2 separate regions of the Macaca mulatta genome follow, and region 1 is linked to region 2. A link is a contact called in public Hi-C data. All regions are on one chromosome and are shown on one strand. Each heading gives the region's core, a stretch centred on a gene start, on an enhancer-like site or on the middle of the called end of the contact. The rest is flanking DNA. Distances are from core to core; before and after follow the strand shown.

Region 1 (3,689 bases), core at 819-3,318, 120 kb after region 2:
CCCTAGCCCCCAGCTCCCAGGTTCTGGGGGAGGGGCCTTCCTAGGCTGCACCGACCAACCCTAGGCCCAAGAGGAGAGCCCTTCCCACCTGGGCTCAGTAGGCGGTGCTGAGGTTGGACCCCAAGCTCCAGGAGATGTAGGGTGGGGTGAGGACTACAGAAAAGGTTTAGATGAGACTTAGCTGAACTTAAAGGGCTGAGAGGAGCAGGGGCAGATAGTGTTGTCGATGTTGCTCCCCCGCCCCCCTTACTACGGGGAAGGAGAGGAGTTGGGGTGGGTATCCCCCCTCCCATTGGGGTTAGGAAGGCGTGGGAAAGCGCTAGTTCCAGAGGGGAGGAGGCGAAACCCAGACCGCGGGAGATTTTTCTGGCGAGGAAGGCGCGGGGGAGGGGGAGATCCTGGGCCCAGAATAGGAAGGGTACTCGAGAGAGGATGGCGGAGAGGCGTGAGAAGCCTCCGGATTCCGGTCGCAAAGGATAGGGGAAAAATGGGCGAGTAGATAGTTCAGGGCAGAGAGGAAGGGCAGCTCCCTGAGGGGGAGAGTCAGATCCCGAATCCCGGGGCAGCAGGGATCCCGGGGCAGGATACCGCAGGAACGGCCCGCCAGGGGACTCCGGAGCTGGAGGTGGGTGCCGGGCCTCACCTGGAGCAGGGCCGGGCCGCGGGCGGCGGCGGCGGCAGCGGCGCAGGTGGCCGAGCCGGGCGGCGGCGGCGCCTCCTCCCCCAGCCCTGGGCCGGCGGCGGCGGAGGGGAGGAGGTGGTGCTTAAAGGGGCAGGAGCTACCGAGGTGAGGACAACCGCTCAGGAGAGCAGTCGCGAAGGATCCACTGGGGGAGAGGGAAGCGGGTGGCGTCTCCTAGGGGCCAGAACCAGGAAGGATCCCAGATGGGAGGAAGAGAACAGATCCCAGAAAGAGACAAACTTCTGCGGTGAAGTGGGGGATGGTGGTAGGTCCGAAAGGAAGGACTCGGGAAAGCTCTGCCCGCGCTGCCAGGGCACCAGCAAAGACCGCCTCACAAAGGTGGCCGGGGAAGGCAGCGAGAGCTACATGGGCTCCTAGGAGGCCCCTAGGGATGCAGGAGAGGGAACTCAAGGCCGAACCTGCTGGGGGTCACGCGCAGCGCCCTACTAGGTGAACAGGTTCCCCGTGTTTCAGCTCCTCAGGGCCCCATCCCTACAGCTGTGGGGCATTTGGAATCAGGAAGCTACGAGGGCAAAAACCTCCTATCCTCTCAACCTCAATCCTTCCTCCCACTCAGTGCCCTCAGTAACTGTAGTGTGGGGGCCATCAATAGCAGCCCTAGTGAGGCTGATGTGGGACCGCGAGAATCGACTTTGGTTCAGTTTTCCCCCAACCACCACCAACCTTGCTTCAGTCCCTGGGGCAACAGGAAGCAGCTGCTCAGTGCAGCCCCCACCTGAAGGTGGGTCAAGGTGGGGGAGGAGAGAAGGCAGACTTAAAAGGCCTTAGAAAAATGAGAGGGAGGGGAGGTACTTTCAAGACCTTCCAGCACTGCCAAAAGCGGGCTTTACTTTTATGGGGGCTAGCAGTGAGTACTGTCAAAATTTCCTTGAATCTCAACAGCTTAAATGGCGAGGAGCAGGGGCAATCCTCCACGGGGCGGCGGGGAGGGGGTTGGGAAAGCCCTGGCCTAAGGTGCGTCTGGGGCTCTTACTTAGAGCTGGGGCTTGCCCATACTCAGGATCCCGTGGTCGGCAGCCTCGCCAGCTGAGCCCTTCCCCCCCGTCCCCCAGAGTCCTGTTTCCTCTCCTTCACCCCCCAAATGAGCAAAGGTTAGGCCCCACCCCTGCTGAGTCAGCCAGGGAGGGAGTAGGCATCCCTCAGGCCTTCCCCGGGGCTGGTCCCCATACTCACCCATGTCAGGCTGGCAGGGCTCGAGGTTGGGACCACCCAGCTCCTCACTGTCCTTGGGCCCCCACTTCACGTGAAGGCTGGTGTTGGATCCTTCCAAACTGTGAGCTGGGAACTAGCAACAATCAAAAAGCCAGTGTATGCTTCCTGCGAACCACACAGCCTGAACTGCTGTAGGGTGATGTCCCTGTGTGACAGACTGGGTGGGGAGGGAGGAGGGAAGGGCGGGGCCTTCTCTGGGTGGAGAGAGGGAGGAGGCGAGGACAGGGCAGACCAGGAGAAATATGGAGGAAGGTTAGAGCTGTGTTGACACTCCAGTGGCGTGGTAGAAGAGGCGGGCAAAGGGGGAAGGAAATAAATAGTTGCAGCTACTGAGAGGGAGAAGGTTCTCGATAAACGCTGAAGGACGTGAACGTGTTGGGGGGAAGGGGTGGAGGGATGCAAAAGACCTTTAGGATTTCAGTTCCCAGGTCTGTATCGGGTGACGTGAGAAAACAAAGCAGAAAGGGCTGACCTGTACGCTAGGGCTTTTTCTACCAGCTTCTTACCCACTCCAGAGTCAGGACCTAGAGGAAGTGTCCCCACCCCCATAACTCAGCATTTCCCCAAATCCAAGCTTTTCTGGGAGCAAACTACCAGCACAAGCAGCTCAGGGGCTCCACCTTCTGTCCAGATCATGACACAGTAGAGACTGCGGGAGAGGCTGCTGCCAAGGACGTCATAGGCAGATGGAAGGAAGCTTAGAGGCCCCTACTCCACCCCTGGCGCCGCGCCAAAAAGCCCTCCCCAACCTTCAGCCCCCAGGGGCCTCTGAATTGGGAGCTCAGCTTGTCCCCGCCCAGCTTCTACCTAACTTGATGGCCTCAGCGGGTGGAGCTTATAGATGCAGGCTCCTCCCCAGGACAAAAGCCCCAGCTGGTCTGTAAACAGTCCTTAACTGAGAGCCACATCCCAGCAAATGGCCTTCGTGGATTTGAAAATGGGATCAGAGTTATTGCAGAGTCTCCAGTGCTACCGCGAGAGGGCAGTAGGATGAGTCTGGTCCCGGAAAAGAACACAAGGGGAACCCAATCCGACCTTGCAAGCTTCTTTTAAATTGAAATGGTGAAATACACCTTCTACCCCTGCACCTTTCAGTAGGCTAAAATGAAAGGAAAATAACCTAACTTCATTAGTTTAGAAGCCCAAGCCAGCAACCCTGAAAATTGCTATTCCCTTGAGATTCTCTTTTCTGGACTTTCATAAGGGATCTTCACAGAGGGTGAACTAGGCCTCATATGCCTCTGCATAGCCGCAAGCAATCACAAGCAACTTTTATTTAGACTTGCCCAAAATGTCAGGAAGTATTTCAGTACGCTTTCTGAAGACATGAAGGCCTAACCAAGATGTAGAGAACCATTTTGATTCAATTTTAACAAAGATCAGTATTCATCACTATTTCTTGAAAATTCATTAAACTCAGATTAACCCCTGGAAATCGGTTACTTCTAAAACGAGTTTTTCCCAATATGCCCTTCAAAAAAGACCTATTTTTAACCAAGAAGTAGGGATGTGCCACATGAAATAGAGGCCCAAAAAAAAAAAAAAAAACCAAAAAAAAACCCATCAATTTGTATTGAACTAAAGGCCCCAAACTGAGGCCCTACTAAGATCACACTACCCAAAGGAAACCCCGCATGAGAGGTACGATTGCCCATCAACAAAAGAGAATGGCTAGTTTTAAGCACCGATTTCAAACATACATGGCCCACTTCAAGCTGAACCTGCTTCTTATAGCCACTCTAAAAATCTAATTGTTGAAAATAGTGCTGGTGAT
Region 2 (3,276 bases), core at 182-2,681:
GGGGTTACTGGATATCATTCTGAAGTTTTTGGTTTCCTTTCTTGTTAAGGTTACTCCTACAAAGACATTCTTTGGAAACTAATAGAGGTAAGTGTTGCAACTCTATTAGGTTCTTGACTCTGAAATTTATATCCCTTCCTAAGAATTTTGTGTTTTTATTCTGTTTGAAGCATATGCTTTTTAAGTAGGTTTTTTTTTTGTTTTTTTGGGGTTTTTTTGACAGCTCAAAGACAACTCGAAGCAGATATCCCAACTGTGGACATCAATTTAGACATAAATTCCAGGTTTGGTGAGTTACTATAATTGTTTCAGTTTCATGGATCTTAAAGAGGAGGAAATAGTAGGGTAAAGTGTTAAATAAGATAGCCTGCAATTGTTAAAGAAATGCCTAGGCCCCAAGTTTCATGATATAGTCCAGTTTGATCATTCCTTGGAGAATCTGAAATAGGGGTGAGGGGCATCAGCCCATTGGTATGAGCCAAGAGAAACAGATCTAAGAATCTGAAACTAGTTATACCCCATACTCTGTTTTGCTTAGCTCTGCTCTTTGGTGTGTTCCTCTGTTTGTTCCTTTGTATATTAAGATCACTGCAAATGGGCTAGGTGTGGTGGCTCACGCATGTAATCCCAGCACTTTGGGAGGTTGAGTGGGCAGATCACTTGAGGTCAGGAGTTCGAGACCAGCCTGTCCAACATAGCGAAACCCCATCCCTACTAAACAATACAAAAATCAGCTGGATGTGGTGGTGGGTACCTGTAATCCCAGCTACTCGAGAAGCTGAGGCAGGAGAATTGCGGAAGGTGGAGGTTGCAGTGAGCCAGATCCAGGATTGCACCGCTGCACTCCAGCCTGGGTGACAGAGTAAAACTTTGTCTAAAAAAAAAAAAAAAAAAATCACTGTAAATGTAAAGTAGGGGAAGCCCTGAGCTTATCTCAAACACTCTGTCTCTAACTCTGGTTTTTTTCTTAACGTGTTCTCCAAGGCAATGTCTCAGGAGCCCCTTTAAAATCAAGCTTGAAATCTTATAGCTGAGATCTAAGGGTGGAAATAAAGCCCTTGTTGTCTTTATATGAGAATCAGAACTTGTTCATAGAGGAAAGGGGATAAATTTGAAAGGGGTTAGACCTAAGAACTCTGCTTTCTAGCTTTAACTCCTGAGACTGTGAAAAACAAACAAAAATAACATCTTGGGCATTAGGACCCAGTCGAAGTGCCTCTGCCTCATTCAGACTCTGTTAACTTCTCTCAGTGACGTAAAGGAGCAGCCCGAGCTCATTCTCTGCCCGCAGCCCCCCTTCATCTCTCCCCTCCTGCTCCTTTTCTCCTCCTTTCTCCTCCCCCTCCCTTTTTTCCTCCCTCCCTCTCCCCCTTTCCCTCGCTCCCCTCCTCCCTCCCTCCCCGTCTTTCTTACCCCCTCCCTTTCTCTCGCTCTCTCTCACTCGTTCCCTAACATTAAAGAGAAAATGCTGCTATCGGTGACTTCCAGGCCTGGGATTTCGACTTTTGGCTACAATAGAAACAACAAGAAGGTAGGGATAAGCGCTTTTTTGGTGTCTAGCTACTTCTTTTTCTGGGGATCTGGCAATGCCCTTGGTTTTTACATTCTTTTTAAAGAGGGGAAGGGGATTTCTCTCTCAAGATTCCTAATTCCTCACCGTGCTTCTCCCTTTTCCACTACTTCTTTCGGCATCTTTTCTCACCTGGTTCTGGAGTTCAAGGAACTTACAGTCTTTGTGAGGCCTGAAAAGACAGGGGAATTAAAAACAAATCAAGCTTGCAAGTTTGTATCCTTATGAAATGAAGTTAGTTTGACTTCCTGCTGATGTATCAGTCTCCACAAGGATAATATGTCATCTCAGACCCTGTCCCCCAGTCCACCCCACCCCCTACAAGATTATTTTATTTGTTGATTAACTGTTTCCATTCTCTCCCCAACCTTCCCTCCTACCCATACCAGCAGTAGTATTAGATAGCTGAAATCATAGATAGTCAGTGAAGCCACAACAGTTTATCAAGAGCTGCGTATATTCTTCTAGACTACAGATCCTACCCCACCCAGCCTATAGAGAAGGAGTCTTGAGAGACGTCGCACCTTGGGATTAAGGCACAGAGCGCTGTGATACTTTGGATCTTGCATTTGAGCTGATACTTGGAGCTCTGCAGATAGCCAGACTTTGCAGTGACCCTAGGAGTCTTTATGATTAACCCATGGCTGCCTGAGAGTTGTGCTGTCTTTCGGCAATCTGGGGAGAGATGGACAATCTTGTCCATATTTGACAAGGAATATATTTGGCAGTTTCTGGCATTTCAGGGCACACAGCATACTGATTAGGAGGAATTTCATGCTGTAGCAGGAAGAAGACGCTTTACCCTCTCTTCGTGTTATAGCTGTTCTTTTAAGAAAAAAATGTGACATGGACATTGAGGGAATCTTTTGCTCATCTAATGGAATGTTGGAGGGTGAGGAACAATTCCTGCTGCTTTCTCATGTACCAATGAGACCATTACAGGTAGATTTAAACAAAAGTGTCTGATCAATGCAGTGGGTAAATGTTTAGACCCAAAACACTTAGTGTTGATTTATGGGCTTAGTCTATGTGGTACTCATTCTGTTTATATCCTAAAGAAATATGGGTAGAGGGGAGAGGAAATGGGGAGCTATAGGTCGGAGGATACAAAGTAGTAGATATGTAGGATGAACAAATCCTGAGATCCAATGTACAACATGAGGACCATAGTTAATAAAATTGTATGTATATGGGATTCATGCTAAATAAGCAGTCTTTAGCTCCTCTTGCCACAAAGAGAAACAAAAGGGGTAACTATGTGGGATGATTAATTTACTTTATTACAGTAACCTTTCTACTATCTATATGTATCCCATAACATGTTATATACCTTAAATATACACAATGAAATTTACTTTAAAAAAGAAATGAGGCTGGGCACAGTGGCTTATGCCTGTAATCCCAGCACTTGGGAGGCCAAGGCGGGTGGATCACTTGAGGTCAGGAGTTCAAGACTAGTCTGGTCAACATGGTGAATTTGCTGGGCTTGGTGGCACGCGCCTGTAATCCCAGCTACTCAGGAGGCTGAAGCAGGAGAATCACTTGAACTTGGGGGACGGAGGTTGCAGTGAGCCAGGATTGTGCCACTGCACTCCAGCCTGGGTGACAGAGCAAGACTCCATCTCAAAAAGAAATGAAATATGAGTTTATACGTATTTGTTGGTTATCAATGTATGTTTATATGTACATATGCTGACATCCCTTTA

What was found. A called contact is a pair of places that touch in the nucleus more often than the background predicts.
Region 1: a Hi-C map of fetal cortex germinal zone shows a contact between it and region 2, with 3 times the contacts expected there. The contact joins the promoter of BAZ2A here to the promoter of RBMS2 in region 2. A contact is called at or near these places in 5 of 14 Hi-C or Micro-C datasets (CD4 T cells, cortical neurons, fetal cortex germinal zone and 2 more).

What each region holds. Positions count from the first base shown.
Region 1 is chr11:63,814,047-63,817,735 of T2T-MMU8v2.0, forward strand. BAZ2A (bromodomain adjacent to zinc finger domain 2A) reads right to left here and starts at 2,069. Exons shown (of 30, transcript XM_077954574.1): 1 at 1,877-2,069.
Region 2 is chr11:63,694,635-63,697,910 of T2T-MMU8v2.0, forward strand. It overlaps RBMS2 (RNA binding motif single stranded interacting protein 2), which reads left to right and starts at 1,432. Exons shown (of 13, transcript NM_001266389.2): 1 at 1,432-1,531. The coding sequence starts at 1,466. It overlaps LOC144332934 (a long non-coding RNA gene), which reads right to left and starts at 1,889. Exons shown (of 4, transcript XR_013401163.1): 1 at 1,703-1,889; 2 at 755-874.